Linked DNA regions of Danio rerio: region 2 is linked to region 1. The links are chromatin contacts, called in public HiCAR-type maps. All regions are on one chromosome and are shown on one strand. Each heading gives the region's core, a stretch centred on a gene start, on an enhancer-like site or on the middle of the called end of the contact. The rest is flanking DNA. Distances are from core to core; before and after follow the strand shown. Region 1 overlaps ncoa2 (nuclear receptor coactivator 2). Region 2 overlaps ncoa2 (nuclear receptor coactivator 2).

What was found. HiCAR-type assays count read pairs that join an accessible place to other places.
Region 2: a contact with region 1 is called in a HiCAR-type map of caudal fin, with 5 times the contacts expected there. The contact joins two enhancer-like sites. A contact is called at or near these places in 1 of 18 Hi-C or Micro-C datasets (caudal fin) and 1 of 4 datasets of contacts at active chromatin or transcription factors (caudal fin).

Annotation. Positions count from the first base shown.
Region 1 is chr24:15,723,693-15,729,792 of GRCz12tu, forward strand. All of the region lies in intron 1 of ncoa2 (nuclear receptor coactivator 2), which reads left to right. Among named protein-coding and RNA genes, the nearest start is that of ncoa2, 19 kb to the left of the region's middle. Within about 2 kb of position 2,514, at least 2 of the 62 cell types and tissues checked have an H3K27ac peak or open chromatin away from gene starts, as enhancers often do. A contact at or near this core is called in caudal fin, where this site is marked.
Region 2 is chr24:15,877,501-15,884,289 of GRCz12tu, forward strand. It overlaps ncoa2 (nuclear receptor coactivator 2), which reads left to right. Exons shown (of 22, transcript NM_131777.1): 13 at 4,431-4,631; 14 at 6,024-6,257. Among named protein-coding and RNA genes, the nearest start is that of prdm14, 38 kb to the right of the region's middle. Within about 2 kb of position 2,246, at least 10 of the 62 cell types and tissues checked have an H3K27ac peak or open chromatin away from gene starts, as enhancers often do. A contact at or near this core is called in caudal fin, where this site is marked.

The DNA of each region.
Region 1 (6,100 bases), core at 1,264-3,763:
AAATATAAATTTTAACTAGATTTCTAATGTAAAGTAGGTTTTCAGTATGTTGATGTTTTAATCTTGTCTGTCTTTGAATGACGGAGCCTATAGAAAAGAATAACTGGACATGAATTCCATGTCAAAGAAGGTGGTGAATGACACCACATAACCCATTTGACAACATTCATTAGGTGATATGAACTATCAATGTTCTAACAATTATATAGTTAAATAGTAACGTATTATAAACTGATTAAAGTAATAATAACAATTTAATGTTTTAGTTGCATTTTTATTTTGTACTGTTTTGTTCCAAGTCAGTTATTCTAATTAATAAGCTCACTCTAGCAATGAAAAAAGTAGAGTGAAATATGTATGTTTATTAAATGCACAAGCAGACTTTCGGTTCGGTACGCTTTACAAACCAAACGATTCAGACTAATATCTAAAAAGATAAAAGAGAATAAGTGTACAAAATTTGATGTTTTCAGTGCAACAACACTCAACAAGGCATCCCACATGACGTGACAGGCAACATGCTGCCTTTTCTGCCCACCTCCAAACACTATTCCAGTCAGGCAAACGCTGCACTAGCTCGCAAAATGGCTATAACGTTAATGTCATCCTCCTATAACCAACAGCTAGTCTGGCGTTTGAACACACTTTGGTTTCGGTACATTTATAGCTGTGGATATGAGACAGGGCTCGAAATTGCGACCGTTTTGGTCAAAATAAATTTAGGAATGCATAAAATACATGTCGTGCGACCAGTTTTCACAACAAAATGTTCACCACGTGTGCGTAATTAGTAGGATTTTCACACACTTTGCACCTGAAAACGCCAAACGCAGCACTTAGGAATGGTTTAAAACAGTTGACATGTCAACTTGCAGTAATTAAAGCCTGCAATGCTTGCCCCGACTTCAAGCTCTTCTTATTGGCCCACTGCGCTAGAACAGAATGCGAATGGATTGGTTAATATTAGCTGTCAACCACTCAGTTGCAATGACAGGGAGCTATAGCCGTCTGGATATGAGAGAATGAAAACAGATTTAGTTTTAGAAACCACATAAAGTTACAAATAATGGCTCATCTGATTAGTTATCATGTAATGAATGTCAATCCAGCATTTACACTTTTCAAAGAGTGGATAAAAGACTTTCAGTGGTTAAAGTCCGCTATGAAAATGACTAAAGCATTCAATAGAAAGCCAGTGGGACAGAGTTTTCAGGTAACAATCACTGAATCTAAGCATTTTAAGCATAAGATGTTTCTCGTTATTTAATCCTTCATTTAATCATCACGATGCTGTCAATCGTGTGACTGACACCGCATTCACCATCGCTAACGAGCATGCATTCACTAAAACTAATATTGCAGCTCATGAAAAGACCGTTACTGCTATTAAGATGACGTATGCAAACAATAAGTCATATGTCAATATCAACTGTGCAATATCAGACACAGTCTGTGAGAACACAGCACAATTATTATTGTTAACTTATAATAGGGCCGGTACTTGAAATCAGAGAAATCCTCTGGCTTTTTTCTTTTTTTGCTTTATCGAAAACATACTGGACCGAGACACTACTGCTTTGCTTTATACACAGTTAAAGTATGGTGCATTCGTTTTATTTAAAGTTTGTGCTGGACATTATTGAGAATACAGAACTGAAGCTTGACCATACAATGTTAAATTGCAATTCAAATCGCAATATCAATGAGTAAAACTTTTCATTAAATAAGAAAATCAAATGTTCCTATAACAACATGCGCGCGCACGCACACACACACACACACACACACACAAAAGTATGTCACAATTAAACAAATTCAAAACGTACAGATCATCGTTTATGCTGTTTTCCATAAAATTGCATAAAGCTCAAATTTGTATTTATTTGCTCATTTTTAGAGACGAAATTTAGTGTAATGCCTTTGAGCTTCATAATTAAAAAACAAATTTTTTTTTTGGTCATTTAAGAAAAACTTTAATATTAATAGTTGTGATAAATTTGGTTTGTTGGGTTATAATTATGATTGGAAATTTCCGTACCATTATATCTGCGAACATGGAAATACAGAAACTTGTGGACATGGCAACGATGTAAAATAACATGATTAAGACAATGTTTTAAAATCAGAGTTGAAAATGAAACCTTAAAGAACTGCGTACGGATTTGACTTTTGTTGCTATCCTTTATCTGTTTTTATTTAGAGATGCGTTTTATTAAAACTGTAGTGTCTGTTTTTTTTTTTTTTTTTTTTTTCAATTGTACTACATTGGTTTCATTTCTATAGGGAAATGTACAGATGCAAACCGACAAGATTTGGTATAGAACCAACCCAATTTGACATCATTTTGCTCTTATATAAATACATTGATTTCCTTAAGGACTCTACTAACAACTTGAAGGGTTTAAGCTCTAAATACGCTAAAACGTGTTGTGTCTGAACCGTAGAAGTGGTTTGAGAGGCACTTTGCCAGACCTCAGCTGCGATTACATTCGCTTTTAAATCGAAGGAAGGTTTAAGGGCAGGCGAAAGGTGTGTTACTGATCCCTGTGCTGAATACGTTGGTCTGCACTTACAAGCGAGACGCTCCTTCTCCACTCAAGTATGTATTGATTTGACTTTGGCTGGTGACATTATGTTATTGCCACAGATTTACTGTGAAGGTTGCCATACTCAAACTGCCTCACTACTAAGATAATAGAGGTCACGTAGGCTCTGCTAAGAGCAAATATACTGTTGCTGAAGGTTGAATACAAGTTAAGCCTGATCTACAGCATCTGTGGCTTACCATTGATTAGCTCAAAATAATTTTGACTCTTTAAAAAGAAATGAGGTGAGACATTTACAATGCAAGTGTCAGTGACTTTTGCAGGATCTGAAGCTTATAATTTAGTAAAATCACTTGAATTAGTTTATTAAACATTCCATATCATTAGAGCTGTTTAAAGGGTGTCTATTATGCAAAAAATGACTTTTATAAATGGTTTAAGCACAGTTATGTGGTGACTGTGTGTGTGTGTTCCATGTTTTAATCACACTTCTTTAAAACACTGCAAAAACACTTTGATTGACAACCTCCCTTTGTACATGTTAATAGGGGTGGGGATCTGGGGTTATTGTTCCCTCATTAGCATAGACAGACCTGAGTGAGAAGCAGCCGTCCAAAATTAGTGTTTTCAGATTATACCTGCTGAAGATGTCAGCGACAGAGAATTATAAATGTAAAGTTTTATGCTGTGTTCACACCAAATGTGGCATGCGCGGATAAATTAGCTATTCATGCCTAAATAGACGCGTGAGCATTTTCAGTTTACTTGCTTGATTCGCGCCTCAAATTCACTTCATTCGCGACTCAAATTCACCTCACAACAGATGCGGATTTGCGTCATTTGCAGGGCTACTGTCTGCCTGGTGACTTTAGCTTTCTTGCTAAATGGCTAAGATGGATTTTATTGAGAGAATATCTGTGTTTATGTGCTTTATGGAGGCTGAAAAACAGCATTAATTTGTTTGAAGCCGTGTCTGAGTTCACTAGATCCTTTCAGGGGTGAACCAAAGCTCTGTGAGTTCATTAACTCCTCTAGAATCTTAACCAGGATGATGGAGCCCTGATAGTCCCTTTATTAATCCGGGGTCGCCACAGCGGAATGAACCGCCAACTTATCCAGCAAGTTTTTACGGATGCCCTTCCAGCCGCAACCCATCTCTGGGAAACATTCACACACACACTCATACACTACGGACAATTTAGCCGTGGGGAAACCGGAGCACCCGGAGGAAACCCACGCGAAGACATGCAAACTCCACACAGAAACACAACAGCACTTCCTACTGCGCCACTCCCTCGCCTGATTTTAAATAAGATTTAGTAAATACAGTATGCTCATGTATTACAAGTCAGAGATTTCTGAATGAAGGGTGGATTACTTGATTTTAAAATAATTGAAGGTAGCACATCTACTATCTGTGATTATTTATTGAACATCATTGGTAAATAACTGAAATTAAATCACACATTGCCTAAAACGGACACTGACTTTTTTTGTAAAAAAGTGAAAATAAGTAGTTTTTCACTTTTGGAAACTATTTTCAGTGTTTTTTATATTAAAAGTAATTAAGCAGCATCTCTTCTAAATAAAATAACTTGCATATCCTGAAAATAATATTTTAAACAATGCAATTCTTGCATCTTCTGTAAACAAATATTTTAATGAAAATAATTATTTGAATGTAATAGAAAATATGCCGACTCTAGGCTTCTCTGGTGCAGTTTACAACCTCATTGTCAATTTAGTGCAAAATAAGGTTCAAGAATGGGTCCATCATCTTACTTGACCATAGATCATGTGGTTGCGAAGTGAAAGCAGAAGAATAAATCAGCCTCAGACTTTAAAGGCTGATTTATAGCTCTGCATCGAGTGATTGGCATGACCCACTATGCCTGCCTTGCACATAGCGTTGAATTGGTATACTTTAGCATGCTGTTTTTATTGCTCCATAGTAACACTTCCGAAATGCTAGCTGGCAGTGGGTTTATATGTTCATCTGTGTCGAGTTTCTGTACGGCGGTTTTTCTTTTTCTGAATGCAACCTTAATGTGCAAGAAGCTAAATCTTGCTCATTCAGAGGCGGGACCAGGCAGACATGCAACAACTTTAATCATAAGGTAAACACAAAATAGCTCCTGCACGGATTGTCCTGCAGCTCTCTGTGCCACCCACGCATGTCAACGCTACCAAACCAACCAACCACAGGGTTTGCGCTACACGTCGTCGCAACATGTAGTAACATTTTTGAGAGGTGTGTGGGTATGCAACCGCATGAAGGCTGCGCTGGACCTGAGCTGGACCATACCTATGCTCTCGATATTAATTAGCCTTAACAGAGTAGGCTCATGTTCGAGATAAGGTTTTGAATTTCGATTTTGATAATTTTTTTATTAATCGTCCAGCCCTAGTATAGCTTTACAGTAAACATTTATGAACATATTGAGGCATCAGAGTTTTTGGTGAACAGACTGTTATCATAACATCATTAACACTTGACAGACTGTGTTCACACCAGACGCGGAACGCGCGGATAAATCGCTCTATTCACGCGTAAATAGACGCTTGAACATTTGAGTTTACTCGCTTCATACGCGCGTCAAACCCCGCTTCATTCGCGTGTCAAATTCACATCAGAACAGACGTGGATTCGCGTGATGGGTAGGGCTTCTGTCTGCCCGAAGACTCTAGCTTCATAGCTAAATGGCTAACATGGATTTTATGAAGAAAATAACAGTGTTTATGTGCTTTTATGAAGACTGAAAAACAGCGTCGATATGTTTAGGGTCGTGTCTGAGTCCACTACATCCTTGCAGAGTTGCATCAAGCTCTGTGAGCTCATAAACTCCTCCAGAAACTGAACCTGGATGACGGAGGCTTTCAGCGGTGCTTCTGACTGAGCCAAGCCGACTTTGATGAACTGTTGTCGGTGAAGGCTGGAGGATTTCTCTCGGAATACCGATAACAGGTTCTACGTCACAATCACGCCCCCACAAGAACAAGCTTCTGATTGGTTAACGCAGCGCGAATGTACGCTGAAGTTCAGATTTTCGAAATCGAGAGATTCGCGCGAAACGCTCGTTAAGCGCATCTAACACGCAAAACTCTCAATTCGCCCCGCGCCATTCGCACAATTTGCGTCATTCGTGCCGTCAGATGTCTATTCGTGCGTTTGCATTGACTTAACATGTAAATCACTCGCGCTTGACGCGCGTCTGGTGTGAACGCAGCATGAAAGGACGAACAGAAATCTCTCAGATTCCATTGAAAATATATTTTTCCATTGGTGTTCTGATGAATTAATTCCTTTGGTTGTGGAAAGGCAGGAAAGTTGAGAGTTAGTTAATGATCAAATTGTAATTACAAACAAATTTTAACACCCACATTTGTGTTTACATTTGTGGCTGTACTACAAAAGCAAGTCCATTTTAACATTTTTAACAACCAATTGGCCCCATTCACTTTCATTAAAAGCACCTTAGCACTTTCTTATCCTGCAAACTAGGTTGTTCTGTACACATTCTAGACTGCATTAAGTTAATTATGTTCCCTTTTCC
Region 2 (6,789 bases), core at 996-3,495, 150 kb after region 1:
TGTCATATAATATGTTGCACTCATACAAGTTATAAAAACTATAACCAAAAACACTGTATTTTAAGATACCATGGTTTAAACGATAATATGAGACTATACTTTTGTTTTGTATGATACAATACAGTGGAAACCAGAAGTTTACATACACTGTATAAAATGCACATAACCATTAAAAAAAGTCAGATGTTAATGTGACTAAACTTTTTCTCTTTTAGGTAAGTTAGGATTATCAAATTTGTTTCTGTTATGCTAATAGCAGAATAATGAGAGATATTTTTGAGAAATTGTTATACATTTTCTTGAAAGTCAAGTTTACATACAATAAGATTATTATGCCTTTGAAAAAGCTCAGATAATGGTGTCAATGTTTTGGAAATTTTTGTTTGGCTAATTGACCATCTTTGAGTTAATTGTAGGCACAACTGTAGAATAGTATTTAAGAAAAAAACTAAAACACACTGCTACCTTTTCTGACAGCATTGGAAAATTAACAAGCCACAATCAAAAAAAAAAAAAAGCCAGATTGCAATTAGCTAAATTACACTGAGTAAAATGAGTCATGTCCTGTGGTCCGTTGGAACTAAGATCGAACTATTTACATACATTTGGTGGACAAAAAGGAAAGCTTACAAGCCTAGGAACACCATCCCAACTGTGAAGTATGGGGCGTCAGCATCATGTTGTGGGGCTGTTTTGGAAATGTACAGTATACACATGCACACGTCTACATACATGCACACATACACATATGTACATGTGCTCTTACACATGCGCACAATGACGAACTCGCTTTATTCACACGTAGTCACATATGCACACACTTACTCACAAACGCACATGTACACACACACTCACATGGACATACATAGGTACACACTCACTCACACATGCAATATACAGTGCTTAGCATAATCGAGTACACCCTATTTTGAAAATGAATATTTTGATCCATTTCTCAGTGAATATAGGACATGTATTTTTATGCATTTAAACAAAACAGATTTATTAAACTGATATATTTATTCAAATAATATTTTAGTCATCAAACATATTAAGAAATTGAAAGATAATACAATTAAATTCAAGCTAAATATTGCAAATATAAAAAAATTACAACCTACAAATTTTTTTGCTTCTCTTAATTTTTCCTCTTTTTTTATTTGTATTCATTATTTTTCTATAACATAAATTTGGTTGTACTAGTTTTTGGACCGTTATCATCAGTTTTTTTGTTAGATACTGTAAGCTCCAGATTTGGCTTCAGTACTGATAAATCTAATGTACATGAATTTAAAAGATAGATTTGTGATGGGTGAACTTATATATGCTGAGCACTGTATCTACACAATGCAAACACTCACAAATGTGAATCTACGTTTACATGCACACACGCATGTATGTAAGCACACACTCAAGTATGCACATGTAGTACATGTACATGATGTACATACACACTCACATATATGCTTACATACACACACACACACACACGCACACACACCCCTAGGGGTGATATGGCATAAGTTAACTTGTTTTTCATGTATTTGCTGGTGGTTTTTCTTTTTAAATGTAAAGAACTTTACATTTGATGGAGTAAGATAAATATTATAAACTTAAATGATTTTTGATTTGTTTGGTTTTTTCTTTTTTTATTATTGGTCTTTTTTTGTTTAGTTTTTTCCTTTCATTTACAACATGATGGAGGATGAAGAAACATAATGCATTTTGGTTATTTTTTACAGAGCCGAAATAGAAAAAAACATGTTTTTTTTTTTTTTAATCAAGTGCAATTTTTTTTTTTTACTATGTTTATCATCTTGTGTAAACTAAACTACAAAAACAGGATTTTGTGAAAATGTTGACATGGTTTGTATGCGTGCACTTCCTGTTCAGTATACAAGTATGCATGTTACAACGAAAACAACAATGGCAGACTACAGGACTGTGTTTGCGCAGGTGTGTGCTGTGGTGTTTCTTTGCAAAGTGCCATTGACACATGCTCAATGCAGTGTTTTAGTTGTTAGGCAAAAGTCCTGTACTGTGTTTCTTCTCTAAAAGAGAAAATTGAATCTGAAGCAATGCATACTGTATCTATTCCATACGCCAAGTTCTTTCCAGGCATGCTTGCTTGTATACAAATAGCCAAGTAATTGCTTCATTGCTAACATTTATGGACAAACACACACACACACCCTCATGATCTCACATGTAAGAAGATTAGACTAATGTAACACACTTTGAGCTTTGCTTTGAGTTTGTTGTTGGGTAATCAGCTACCTTTAAAAGAACCGCATGTCACCTTTAACCAGCACTGACATCATAATCTTATCCAGATTGCATGCGTTTGTGTGTTGAACACTTCAACATAAAAGTTATAAATAAATGCCATATAAGAACCATTTTTAATTTATGAAAAGGAATGTTTCATTTTTCATAGTGTAAAGAAATTAATTTTGTGGACTGTAAAGGTTTCATGTATGTTAAAATTTTTCATGGGACAATTGATGCCAATAGAGAGCCGTCATGTTTAAGAATCTGAGGAGGTTTTTTTATTTTTATTTTATTTGCTTCATTTGTTCACAATGTGTCAGCCAAGGAAACATTATGTAATCACAGTCTTAATGTATTTGCAAAAATATTTGGAATTATGCCATCACGAAGATGAAGTGAACCCGCAGCACTTTGCTTTTAGATACATGTCATCATTTCTGCAAAACACCCAGAAACTACTGAAGTGTGCCCAGAGGCTGACCGAAACTGAACTGAAGTTTCTCATGACACTTTTGTTTCTCACCTGCATCATTTCAGTTGCCTGCATGTTGACTGTGAACTGCTGTCAACTTATTAAGCTAAAGAGTTATTTTTATATACATTTTGTCAATTACATAATAGTTGTTCACTGTACAGTCCATAATGTTTACACAGAAACCCTTTAATACCATTGTTTGTAAATGACCCAGAGATGGGTTGCGGCTGGAAGGGCATCCGCTTCGTGAAAACTAGCAGGATGAGTTGGCGGTTTATTCGGCTGTGGCAACCCCGGATTAATAAAGGGACTAAGCCGACAAGAAAATGAATGAATGAATGAATGAATGTTTGTAAATGAAATACTTTTTAAAAGGCATTCTTTAAATTTTTAGTACTCTTTAGACATTACTTTTCAGATATTTTTATTTAATTATGTTTATTTTATGTTTACTTTTTTCTAAATGTATGCTTTTATTCAGCAGTGATGTATGAAATTGCCTAATTGATTCATCTTTAAATAAGATTGTCAGGATCAAAAATTATTCAAAGACTCCAAGATTTTAATCTTATTGCAGCAAGGGAACAATTCGTAAGAAACACAAGAGGTTCCAGGCCTGTAGTTAGCCTGGTAAAAGGGGTGGTTCTTTTTTTCTCAAAATGTGGACCTTTTTGCAGTTATTTTCCTCATTTTTATTGATTAAATACTGCATTTTAGTGACATTTTAAGCTCTATTTTTTGCTGGATTATCCTAGATGGTCATGAATGGTTTTGAATAATATTAATAGTAAATAGCTGTTGGAAATTCTGTTTTTTATACATTTAATTTTAATTACATATTTATTTCTTTTATTTATTTATTTATTTATTTTTATTTTTTTACAAATATTTCCCAAGTGATTTTTAACAGAGCAAGGATTTTTTCACAGTATTTCAAACATATTTTTCTTCTCAAGGAAGTCTTTTTTTAGTTGAGCTAGAAAATAAATGAATGGGTGAATGAATGAATGAATGAATGAATGAATGAATGAATGAATGAATGAATGAATGAATGAATGAATGAATGAATGAATGACAATAAAGACAATAATTTAATTTATAAAATAAATAAAAAAAATAAACTGCCAGGGTCATTATTGTTGTTATAATTATTTTTTTTGGACTAACTACAAAACAAACCACTGTTATCCAGAGGTTGGCCTATTTAACCAAACATACCTAGTTTACCTTTGTATGTCAATTTAAGCTGTATACTAGTATCTTGTAAAATAACCAGCAAAATATTATTTACTGTCTTCAAAATCATTTAAAGATTATAAAAGACAAAATCATTTAACTATTATAAATTAGTTATTAAAACTAATATGTTTAAAAAATGTGTTAAAATTAATTAGTTTGTATCTTCGTTGAACAACAGTAGTTGGGATATATTTGAAAAGGAATTAATAACTTAGTTTTCTGTAACTAAATTACAGAAATAACTGTATACAATTAAAACAGAAAAAGAGTCTGCAAATCTCTGCCCTAAAATACTAAATTGCCTTTTATGGTCAATCAAGAAAATTAAACCCACACCTACACGCAACACATAGTCACATTTAAAAAAAAAAAAAAAAAAAGTCATAACTTTTTTTTATGATTTTTTGTCATTTAATGGACATTTTGTGTGTGTTTTGTTTGGCAGATTTCCCTGCTCCACGGCCCGGTCAGCCTGGCAGAGCTCCTCCGGTCAGAAGCGTGTCTCTGGACATGAACATGCCTCCTAAAGGCGCTCAGGGTCAGTATCCTATGATGAGGAACAACAACCCCTACTCAATCATGCAGCAGCAAGGCATGATGGGAAACCACGCCGTCATGCCCAATCAGCCCAACATGGTGAACGCAGGTGAGTTTAAAAGTGCTGTGCATCTCAGCTATGGTTGAATATACAATAACACATCACCAAAAATAAAAAAGAAGAGCTTAACACCTATGAGAGGAAAGTTCCAGTGCTGCTTTGACCACATGGAAACCACAGTTTCATTGTGATCAGTACTGCACAGTCAAGTGTGATGCTTTTGGCTGTAAGCAAGGTGAATGTGCAAAATGGCACAAAAGTGCTGAGTCAGATCCAAAGCAAGACCCTCTGTTGTGTTTCTGTGAGGTCGGTTATGTTTTTTTTTTTTTTTTCATGTGCGGCTTGATTTGAATGACTCATAACCTTTGGAAAGAATTGCAGGCTTTTCTAGTCTGAAATTGTCTAAGTGTTTTCTCTCTCTCATGTGGACTTTTAAAATATGATAGTTTTAAATTATAATATATTTTTTACATGTTGGTCAAAGATGAAATGTCCCATTTTGGAACTACAAATTCAATACAACACAATACAATGGTAGAGAATCTAATAGAAAATATAACAAATGCATTCAAACATCCACTTTGATGTTTTTACCACCCATTTTAATTACATTTATTTTTCAAATGTTTCTGAAAGTACAATTCTTACAAGGGTAACCATGAACTGGTCAAACCCTCAAACATCCCTAAACCCCACCTATCCCCTAGGAGGAGAATAAAATTAAGCAGTGAAATAAATAAATATGTCTGATAGCATAATGGAAAATAAAATAAATAAAATACAAATAAGCTATATATATATATATATATATATATATATATATATATATTTATTTATTTATATATAAATATATATATATATATATATATATATATATATATATATATATTTATTTATATATATATATATATATATATATATATATATATATATATATATATATATATATATATATTAAGGTGAAGGAAAACATTATAACCCAGCAAAGATTTTTAGTGTATTCTTAACAAAAATAGGTAGAGGATTCCAATTTTTATTAAATATGTTTGTGAAGCCACTTAATGTAAGCTGTTTTTTTTTTTTTTTTCTGCACTGTAAAACCCAACAGTTGACTTTATCAAATGAAATGAGTGTAGGTAACTCAAAATTTACTGAAAGTTAATACTACTGATTTGAAAAGAGTTTTGAACTCAACGTTGAAGGTAATGCGTTAAATACCTCATTACTTCAACTTCAACAATACATTGTGAATATTGATGAAAAAAAACAGCCATTGGCATATTTCAATGACTGTTAGTTTGTACCATTCTTCTGTATATTTTTTTGGGGGGGGAGATAAGTAAAGGGTGAAAGAATAACAATTTTCGGGGCATTTATCCCTTTTTTTGTTTAAATCATATAAGTTGCCTTAATATTGGAACCCTTTTCTGTTTGTTGAAGGAGTCATGGGTAATAATGGTCCCCGTGTAGGCATGCAGCAGGACGGTTGGGGTGCTCAGGGTACCGTCGGCAGCGCAGCTTCACCTGCCACAGCTGCTCCCGCTGGCCAGCACTCTCTCCCGCAGGGGGCACTGCACAGCCGCATGGTGCCCAACCCTGCCACAGGAATGCCCATGAGACCCAACAGCCAGCCTGGACCCAGACCAATGCTGCAACCGCAGATGATGGCCAATGGTAAAATTGATTTTTTTTATAGTCAACATGGAGACATTCCGTTTTAGAGCTCAACTAAAAGTGATGAGTTTATAACTCCATTAATAGACTATATTAAATCAGAAATCACCTTTAACTAGGGGTGTGTGATATGAAGATGTTTGATGAAGGACTATTAAAATGTCTCAATGATCTGCTCAGTGGCAGATTTTTTTTTTATTTATTTTTTTTAATAAAAGCTGTTTTTAATTTTTTTTAAACAATTTTAAGTCAGTGTTATTAGCTCCCTTTAAGAAATATTTACAGTGTATTTTTTGATTGTCTGCACAACAAAACATTAGTTTAATGTGCTTTAAATCGATACCGGTTAAGCTTTTTATCTGCATGCTGCACACTTTTTTTAATTGTAATATTATTTTTACCATTTATACTTGGTGCCAAATTTTTTACTTTAGCGGTGCTTTTACACACTTGGTTCAATTGCCAAACCCAAGTTTGACCTTCTCAGCTGGTTTTCACACCATCTATTTTCCTTTTGCACCCCAGTATGCTT